Linked DNA regions of Sus scrofa: all the other regions are linked to region 2. A link is a contact called in public HiChIP or PLAC-seq data. All regions are on one chromosome and are shown on one strand. Each heading gives the region's core, a stretch centred on a gene start, on an enhancer-like site or on the middle of the called end of the contact. The rest is flanking DNA. Distances are from core to core; before and after follow the strand shown. Region 1 holds the start of MYH9 (myosin-9). Region 2 holds the start of LOC106510284 (apolipoprotein L3-like). Region 3 overlaps MYH9 (myosin-9).

Region 1 (2,700 bases), core at 82-2,581, 180 kb before region 2:
GGACCGAACCCGAAACCTCATGGTTCCTAGCCGGATCCGTTAACCACTGAGCCACGACAGGAACTCCTTACTTCTTCTTTTTAAGTCATCTTTTTCTTTTCGGTCATTTTTATTTTGGAGTTATTTACTTATTTATTTTTTAATGGCCGTAGAAGAGTTCTTTACACATCATTGATAATAATTCTTTGTCACAGAGTTGCAAAATCTGTTTTCCAGTTTTCTCTTGACTTTAGATCGCACTTCTTTTGAAGTTCATTTGGAAGAATAGTTTAGTCATGATCGGAAGAACATTCCAAAAAGAAAGAGTAATGAGAAATTTGCCCCTTTAGATATATAATGTATTATGAAGCTACCATCCTTAAAGCATTGTGGAACTGGCACAGGAACACACAGAAAGATCAATGGATACACCTCAGAAATAGATCCAAGAATATATGAGTTCGGTAGGTGGTGATGGTGTGTGGACAGCTGGCTATCACAAAAATTATGTTAGATTTCTTTCCCACTTCAAAATCAGAATGAATTCCAAATGGATTAAAAATGTAAACAATTCTTTTAAAAATTAAAAAATTTAATCCTCTTGTAGGCAGAAACCGAAAAAAAAACAAAGTGTGCTTTGCCTACCTAGGAAAAAAACCTAAGAAAACATTTTGCAAAAATATCTGAAAGGAAGATAGAGGTAAAGAGCAGCACTCCAGGCTGAGGGAACCCGTTTGAGCAACGGTCTGGAGGCTGAAAGACTCCCGGCCCACTCTAAAAAGAGGGTCAGGGATCGAACTCAGGGCTCCCACAACGGATCCAGGGCTGAGTCCATGTCCGCCCCCACAGGCCATCTTAATTGTAAAACAGCACTTTTCCCATATATGGTACTTCATATGTGTTCTGGTAGGATGACATGGGTCACGGAAATCAGCTCGCGGGGCGGGGTGTCAGAATCCCGGACCTTCCCAGCCTCCTCCCGCCCCACCTCGCCCTGGCTCGGGCAGTGCACCAAAATCCCGGCCTGGAGCCCGCTGAGAGTCTCCTCCTCCTGATTGGACTCTCACTGTGTCAATCCGGTTCCTGGAACCTGGATGCTCTTTGGTTCCGCCCTAGGGGGCGGGGCTCGCGCCTAGGAAGCGCGGGGGAAGGTGCAGAAGGCGGAGGTGGGGGCGGATGGGGAGGATGAATCCCACCCCTCTGGCCCCACAGGCTCCTCCCGCCTCCTTCTTACAGGTCCAGGTGCCTGTCCATCTTAACCACAAGCGGGCTGGAGTGGGTGCAACAGCCTGGGGGGCGTGTACGTCCCTCCAGGCTCCGCCCCACAGCCGGCGCTGGGCTCCGAATGGGCGGGCACTGCGAGGGCGGGGCGGGAAGGAGGCGAGGAGCTGAGCAGGGTGCGGTGAGGCGCGCAGATCACCGCGGTTCCTGGGCAGGGCACCGAAGTCTGAGCGAGGCTGACCTGCTGCAGCTCCCGCCTCGCGCGCTCGCCCCACTCCACTGTCGCCTGAGCTCTAGAGAAAGCCCTCTCGGGAGAAGCAGCTTCAGTTCCCTCGGGCAGATCCAGGTTCAGGTGAGCTAGCCCCACCGGCGGGTCCCGCCCGGGCAGGCGGGCGGGGGCGGGGGCGACGGGAAGCGCGGCGTCTGGAGCAAGCCGGCAGACCTGTGGTTCTCGGCCGCCTCGCGGCCAGTGACCGACTTGGGCGGGCACGAACGCTGCGGGGCCCGGCCGGGGCACTGCATCCTTCGCGGAGAGGGTCCGGGACCCTTGCGCGGGCGCTAGGGGACGGCGCCCCTGGAAGCGAGGCCTCGGGAGCAGAGGAAGTCTTCGGGGCCGGGCGCTCCCCGGAAACCCCCAATCCTCTCCACTCTCCCGTCGGCGCACTCCGCCTGCCGGGCACCCGGCAGCCTCGACCTACCCCAGCTGCCGGGGCACGGGCCCCGCCCTCGCCTCGCCCAGTGCCCAAGTTAGGCAAACTTTTTAACCCCTTCCGGGAGCCTCTGTGCCTCGGACCCAGCCGCGTGGGTGAGAGTAGGGAGGGGGGTCTTGGAGCCCGGGCTTCTTTGGAAGTTTCCAGGCGTTTTCGAAACCGAGGTAACGGACAGACAGGGACCGTTTGGCAGCTGTCAGGGCGTCCTACTGACTCAGAATCGGACAATCCTGCAGCAGACATTGAGCTCCGCTCAGTTTCCGCCCTCCGCTACCGACTTCCTTATTTGCCCGTCTGTGATCGGCAGGGGGAGGAGGGGGACCGGGCGAGGTGCGGGTGGGTGCACCGGGAAGAGGGACCTGGCGGGGATCCGGGCTCGAGGAAGGAAAGACTTGCCTTTCCCCCGCTGACCCTCATCCTTTGACTTATCCCCGGGAGAGACAGGCCCGGGAAGGCCCGCAGCCATCTCCGAGGTCCCGGCGCGCACCTGATTCCACCGCACCTGCGGGCCGACCCACCGGGGCGGGGGCGGGGAGAGCTGCTCCCAGCTCCTTCACGACCTGGCCTGGGCTGTTGCATCGTCCCTGTTTGGGCCAGATCCAGGGCTTTCTACTTATCCCCCACCCCCACCCCGTCAATTTCCCTGGGCTGGGTGCTCACCCCTTGCTGTCCTGGGGCCGCGCCCAGGGCAGGACTGCACCCCCCCCTCCCAGCTCTCCCAGAGCCCCGGCGTCTCAAACGGAGACCGAGAACCCCGCTGGACCACGTTGCCGGCTGTGTTGAGTTGGGG
Region 2 (2,799 bases), core at 99-2,598:
ACAGCAACCTGTACCGCATCGGCCAGAGCAAGGTCTTCTTCCGGGCGGGCGTGCTGGCCCACCTGGAGGAGGAGCGGGACCTGAAGATCACGGACGTCATCATCGGCTTCCAGGCCTGCTGCAGGGGCTACCTGGCCAGGAAGTGAGTCGGGACGCCCACCCCACCCGAGGCCTCGCCGCTCTCCCGCTGCCAAGGGCGCTTGGGAAATGGTGGCCGCGGTGCCCCGATGCCAGTCAGGTGTCACCCTGGGAGGCCCCCGTGCTTTGCCTGCCCCCCTCTGCTTCCTGTTTTCTGCCTGAGGTTTAAAGTGAGTGAGTGAGAGGGGTGACTGTGCTCCTGCCCCCTCGCTCTTCCTCACTCTGTGACCCATTAGGGATGACACCAGAGCCACTGTCCCCAGAGTGCCCAGTGCTCCAGGGGAGGCTGTCCGTGAGTCAGAGCAGTTCCTGTGGGGTCATGGGCTCACCTGCTGCAGGATGGTGGGCGGAGTAGCTGCACGTTCATCTCCCGAGCCCCTCAGTGTCTGTGCTCAGGGGCTTCCCTTTCGCCCGTGCTCTGAGCCTTGGGGGCAGAGCATGGGGTGGGGTGTTTGAACACGTGGACCTCTGCAGGAAGCACCTGCTGAGGTTTTCTCCCAAACAAAAGCCCCCAAGTTGCTAGAAGAAAGCCCCTGCCTCTCCCCTCCCCTCGGCTTCCTCACCTGCAAAATCGGATCAGAGTCCTAACCTGCATCACGGGGTGACTGTGAGACCGACCAAAGCTGAAGCTGGGGGGAAGAGGCCATAATGGCCCAGGGACATTTCCTGGGATGAAGCAGCCCTGATGGAGATGAGGCTGGCCTCCATGAGGTGGGGGGGTCTAGGCCCCCTGTAGTCCCTTCTCCTTGGGGGCAAATCAGAAAAGTCCAACAGCGGTCCAGCTGCATGGCTTAGAGGCTGTAGGACCTGCTCAGTTTCTTTATGTGTAAAATGGAGCCAGCAGTTCCTGGAGCTGACGGGAGGGTTAAACAGGAAATGTGTGGATGGTGCCAGCTCAGCACCTGGTGCCTGCTCAGCCCTCCGTCCGCCATGGCTCTTTGTTCAGGAACCAAACAGAAAACAGGACTGGCTTTCTGTTTACAGGTTTTCTGGTTGCCAGCACCCTGCCTTTCCTACAAGATTCCTCCACCTGGAGAGAAGATCTGTTGTCAAGTGGAAACAAACCTGGGTAGAAAAGCGCACTCAGCCCTTCTCACAAGCTTCTGCATCCATCCAAATGGCATTGACCGCCAAGGCTGGGCCTCCTCGGGCAGGTCGCTGGGACCTGAAAGTACTGGTGCTGTCCCTGCCATCAGGGAACACGTCTAGAGGGACCTGACCGAAGGAGTGGAGGCCCCTCTCGCAGATTCCATGGCAGCAGAGCGGGGGACAATGGACTCCACAGGGGAGGGTCCGGAGGGCTTCTCAGAGAGGCGATGTCAGCTTTGGGCTTTGGAAGATGAGCATGATTTTTCCAGGTGGTAGGAGCAGGTGTTCCTGGCAGAGAACCAGTGTGGCAAATGCCTAGAACTGGCATGGGCGTGGAATTCAGCAGCCCGAGTATGACCAGTATTCAGTGGGCATCTGAAGTTCAGTGACTTTGCCAAGTGCCGGCATTGAGTGTGGGAGGTGGAGTGGGCAGAGGGGGCTGGGAAGAAGCCCCTGGGGTGAGAAAGTGATTTGCCAAGGGCCTCACAGTCTGTTGGTGGCAGGTCTTCCTTCACAGAGCCCAAGGTAGGATGGGCTGAGCCAAGAAGGCCCTGGAAAATCAGGGCTGGGGTTGTTCTCTAAGGGGTCAGCAGGGAGGGTAGGAATAGCCCAGGGTAGGGCCTGGTGGGCGGGCAGAGTGTTTGTTTGACCTGGGCGACTCAGAAGAGAGAGCTTTCCTTTTCTCTTTCGATTCTTCAGCTCTATCTGGACCCAGAGGGTGTGTCTGGTTATTGCAGAGCCGCACAGCTGGGGACCAGATCCTCACGGTGAGAGGAGCTGCTTCGTGCTCACCCTCAGCCCAAGGAAGACTCCTGGGTAAGCAGGGGAGGGGAGGACCCCGCCCACCTCCCCATCCTCAGGACCACTTTCTGAGAAAAGCGTGGTTGTCACTGATTTACGGAGGAAGGGAAATCAAAGCTCCGAGAGCTCAGGGAATGGAGCCAAGGCCACACATTGAGCAGTGGCAGAGCCTGGATTTGGAGGCAGGCTTGTCTGACTGCTTCCTCCCACCCCTGGGCCCCCAGACAGCACAGAGCTCGGTGTGCCCAGCTCTGGATCTGAACTCCTGAGACGTGAGTGGTGACCCCAGGAGTCTGGTGGATGTCGGGGTGCTCAGCCCTCTGGGAAATTTGGTGGAAGCAGAGGGGGGTGGAGGAGGGTGGGGGTCAGAGCCTCTCCTTCTTTTGGTTTGTTTTTGTTTTTTGTATTTTTTTGTATTTTCCAGGGCCACACCTGTGTCATATGGAGGTTCCTAGGCTAGAGGCCGAATCGGAGCTTCAGCTGCTGGCCTACGCCACAGCCATAGCTATGCCAAATCCTTAACCCACTGAACGAGGCCAGGGATCAAACCCACAATCTCATGGTTCCTAGTTGGATTCGTTAACCACTGAGCCACCACAGGAACTCTGGAGCCTTTCCTCCTTGTGTCCTGGCCTCCTGGAGGCTGCCCCCCAGGTGCAGTGCTGAGGCTGCTTGTGATGGGGATTTCTTTTTTTTTTCTTTTTTCTTTTGGTCTTTTTGTCTTTTTAGGGCCGCACCTGTGGCATATGGAGGTTCCCAGGCTAGGGGTCG
Region 3 (2,700 bases), core at 31-2,530, 130 kb before region 2:
AACCCACGTGGAGAAGCTCTTGCTCCTGTCCACGCCCACGGGGAAGGTGGATGAACAGCCAGCATTGGTTTGGGCAGGTTTGCCTGAGTGCTGGGGGTGGAGAGGGGCCTCGCTTGCCCTGTTACACAATGAGGGAGCAGTCTCTTGGGCTTCTTTCTAATTGTCAGGGGTGCTGCTGGGGGAATGCTGCCTCCCGTAACGGGGGGCTTGGGCCTCCTCTGCCAGGTTCGGACAAGGGGCTTTACCTGGGGGAGTGTGTGGGTGGAGGCACAGGGTGGGGCCAGTGGCTTCTGGCGTGGAGAGCTGCTGATGGAGCGTCTGCTCGGTCTGGGCCCACCTTTGTGCCTGGAGAGAACACTGCTGATGACCAGGCCATGTGCTTTCTCCCTGCTGGCTGCCTGCAGGGCAGGCAGGCAGACAGGTCGGCCGCTGTAACACGAGGCCAGCATCCGCCTGTGGCCTCTGCTAGTGGGCAGCATTATTTTGCACCTGCTTTTACTCACCTCTCCGTCTGCTTCCCTGGCACTTGGAACCCTAGCTCGTGAGTTGGGCTGGCTTTGGAGAAAGTAGCAGGCAGCTTGCAAGGCCCATGCAACAATTCATGAGTGGGGACGGCCCTTTCCGTGCAGCGCAGAGGCGAGACGGCTGATGGCACTGAGTGCCCTACCCTGTGTGGACCCCGTGGGGAGGACCTAGGCGTCTAGAGGCCTGAATGTGTGGCCTAGCTTACATGACTTTGACCAAGTCGTTTCTTGGGACTGGGGGTCCTGCGCTCTGGATGCCGGTGATTGGGCCACATGTTTTCTAGAGCCTTCCCAGCTCCCAGATTCTGAGCTCAGACCCACAAGTCTCTCCCATGGGTTCTACACTTGCTGAAGCGCTTTGCATTTTGGCCCGTGGAGACCGTGGTGCCGTCCCCGAGAGGGTTTCGGGAGAGGTGACTCTGCCGTCCAGGCGTCTGTCCCAGCAGTTTGAACGGAGCAGGCGCTGTGCAGCCAGGGGTCTGCTGTGCAGTTTCTGTGAAAGACGGTCCCCTGGGTGGTGGGAAGACTCCAGCCTGTTTGTCCTGGGTTACGCTGTCCCTGTCACCCCACGCAGGCGTGTCGTCCAGCCTGAAAGTGCCCTTTGCTTTCATTTTCTCCTGGCTCACATCCATGACTCGGTCAGTGCTCAGGCAACCTGGGTGACCTGCATGCAGATGGGTCCCATGGGCAGGGCTCTCTTGCAGGTGGCCCCAGAGCAGCCCCGCCGGAAGCCCGCCAGGCCTTCTCCCAGCGAGCTCCCGGTGAGTCAGTCCCGGGCGGCGGTCGTTGGTGAACCAGGCTTGTTCCCTTCCTTCTGTACTTCCTGTCGGGGCTGATGTCACATCGCAGCGGCGGCGTGAGCCTCGTGGCCTTTTATGGACAAGAATCGGCAGCTCCTCTCACAGAGGAAGTGAGCAAGAAGGCCCCTAGTGCCAGCCTCTACCTGGGCCGAAACACCTGCGGTCAGGGCTCCCCTCTGCCCACCTGCGCTGCCGGGGCTTCCAGGCTGACATTGGTTCTGAAAGGCCTGGAGCATTTGGGGCTTAAAATAAAATCAGGGTGGGGGGGTTTGGCCTCAGTGCTGAATATGTAATTTAAAACCTTTCTCATTGTTGATCTGAGGAGGCCCCACAGCGGGAGAGCTGGCAAGGGCTCGGGTCGTTGAGGACAGTTTCTGAGCACCTGCACTGTATGCCTCAGGCTTCAGTTCTCGGGGGGGGGGGGGGGAGCCCCCCGCCCCCTTCCCCAGAGGCCAGGGGGCCAGGCATCCGGAGGGGACCTGCAAAGTGGGGGCCCTGGTACCCAGGGCTCTGGAGCACGTAGCCAGTGGCTTTCTTCTCTCTGCAGCAGCTTAGACACGTGGGCTGCTGGCTGTAAAGTGTGCCCCTTGGAACCTTGGCTCCCCTGCCCTGGCAGCTCTGGTTTTTAATCTCCTGCTGTTCCTGTTGGGGATTCAGGAAGATTTTATCTGAGGAAGGGCTGCTGCTGCTTTTAAAAGAGTTGAAAACCTCTGCAGAGATTTGTAACCCTGTCTTTTTTTTTTTTTTTTTTTTTTTTTTTTGTCTTTTGTCTTTTTTGTTGTTGTTGTTGTTGTTGTTGTTGTTGCTATTTCTTGGGCTGCTCCCGCGGCATATGGAGGTTCCCAGGCTAGGGGTTGAATCGGAGCTATAGCCACCAGCCTACACCAGAGCCACAGCAACGCGGGATCCGAGCCGCGTCTGCAACCTACACCACAGCTCACGGCAACGCCAGATCGTTAACCCACTGAGCAAGGCCAGGGATCGAACCCGCAACCTCATGGTTCCTAGTCGGATTCGTTAACCACTGCGCCACGACGGGAACTCCTGTAACCCTGTCTTTTCTTGTAACCCTGTCTCGTTCGCCATCCCGGCTGCGTCAGGACCAGGGCAGGAGGGAGGAGTCAGGTGGGGCGCCTGTTCCCCAGAGCAGGGTGGTCTCTGGTGGACGCACGCCCTTGCTTCTGGGCTGTTGGGTTCCTGTCGGCCTGTCTGTCTCCTCCAGTTTGGAGGAAGAAAGGGTATGTGCAAATAAGCCTTCAGTCCATCTAGGTCCAAATCAGGACTCAGGCAAACAGTGGAGTGGCCTGGACTCTCGAGGGTCCCTGTCCTGTGAGCACCGTGAGGGAAGGGCTTCTGGAGGGAGTGTTTGGGAGGGT

The links. HiChIP or PLAC-seq counts read pairs in DNA pulled down with a chosen protein or histone mark.
Region 1: a contact with region 2 is called in an H3K27ac HiChIP or PLAC-seq map of alveolar macrophages. The contact joins the promoter of MYH9 here to the promoter of LOC106510284 in region 2. A contact is called at or near these places in 1 of 5 promoter capture datasets (fetal skeletal muscle) and 1 of 2 datasets of contacts at active chromatin or transcription factors (alveolar macrophages).
Region 3: an H3K27ac HiChIP or PLAC-seq map of alveolar macrophages shows a contact between it and region 2. The contact joins the enhancer-like site here to the promoter of LOC106510284 in region 2. A contact is called at or near these places in 3 of 5 promoter capture datasets (fetal liver, fetal skeletal muscle and liver), 11 of 47 Hi-C or Micro-C datasets (blood, epiblast stem cells, fetal heart ventricle and 8 more) and 1 of 2 datasets of contacts at active chromatin or transcription factors (alveolar macrophages).

What each region holds. Positions count from the first base shown.
Region 1 is chr5:11,364,272-11,366,971 of Sscrofa11.1, forward strand. MYH9 (myosin-9) reads left to right here and starts at 1,332. Exons shown (of 45, transcript XM_021091538.1): 1 at 1,332-1,552.
Region 2 is chr5:11,542,067-11,544,865 of Sscrofa11.1, forward strand. LOC106510284 (apolipoprotein L3-like) reads right to left here and starts at 1,349. Exons shown (of 8, transcript XR_002343910.1): 1 at 702-1,349; 2 at 468-562. LOC100156062 (apolipoprotein L3) reads left to right here and starts at 1,485. Exons shown (of 4, transcript XM_021091541.1): 1 at 1,485-2,043.
Region 3 is chr5:11,410,576-11,413,275 of Sscrofa11.1, forward strand. The region is part of intron 3 of MYH9 (myosin-9); the gene reads left to right. Among named protein-coding and RNA genes, the nearest start is that of MYH9, 46 kb to the left of the region's middle. Within about 2 kb of position 1,281, at least 45 of the 83 cell types and tissues checked have an H3K27ac peak or open chromatin away from gene starts, as enhancers often do. A contact at or near this core is called in alveolar macrophages, epiblast stem cells, fetal liver and 6 more, where this site is marked.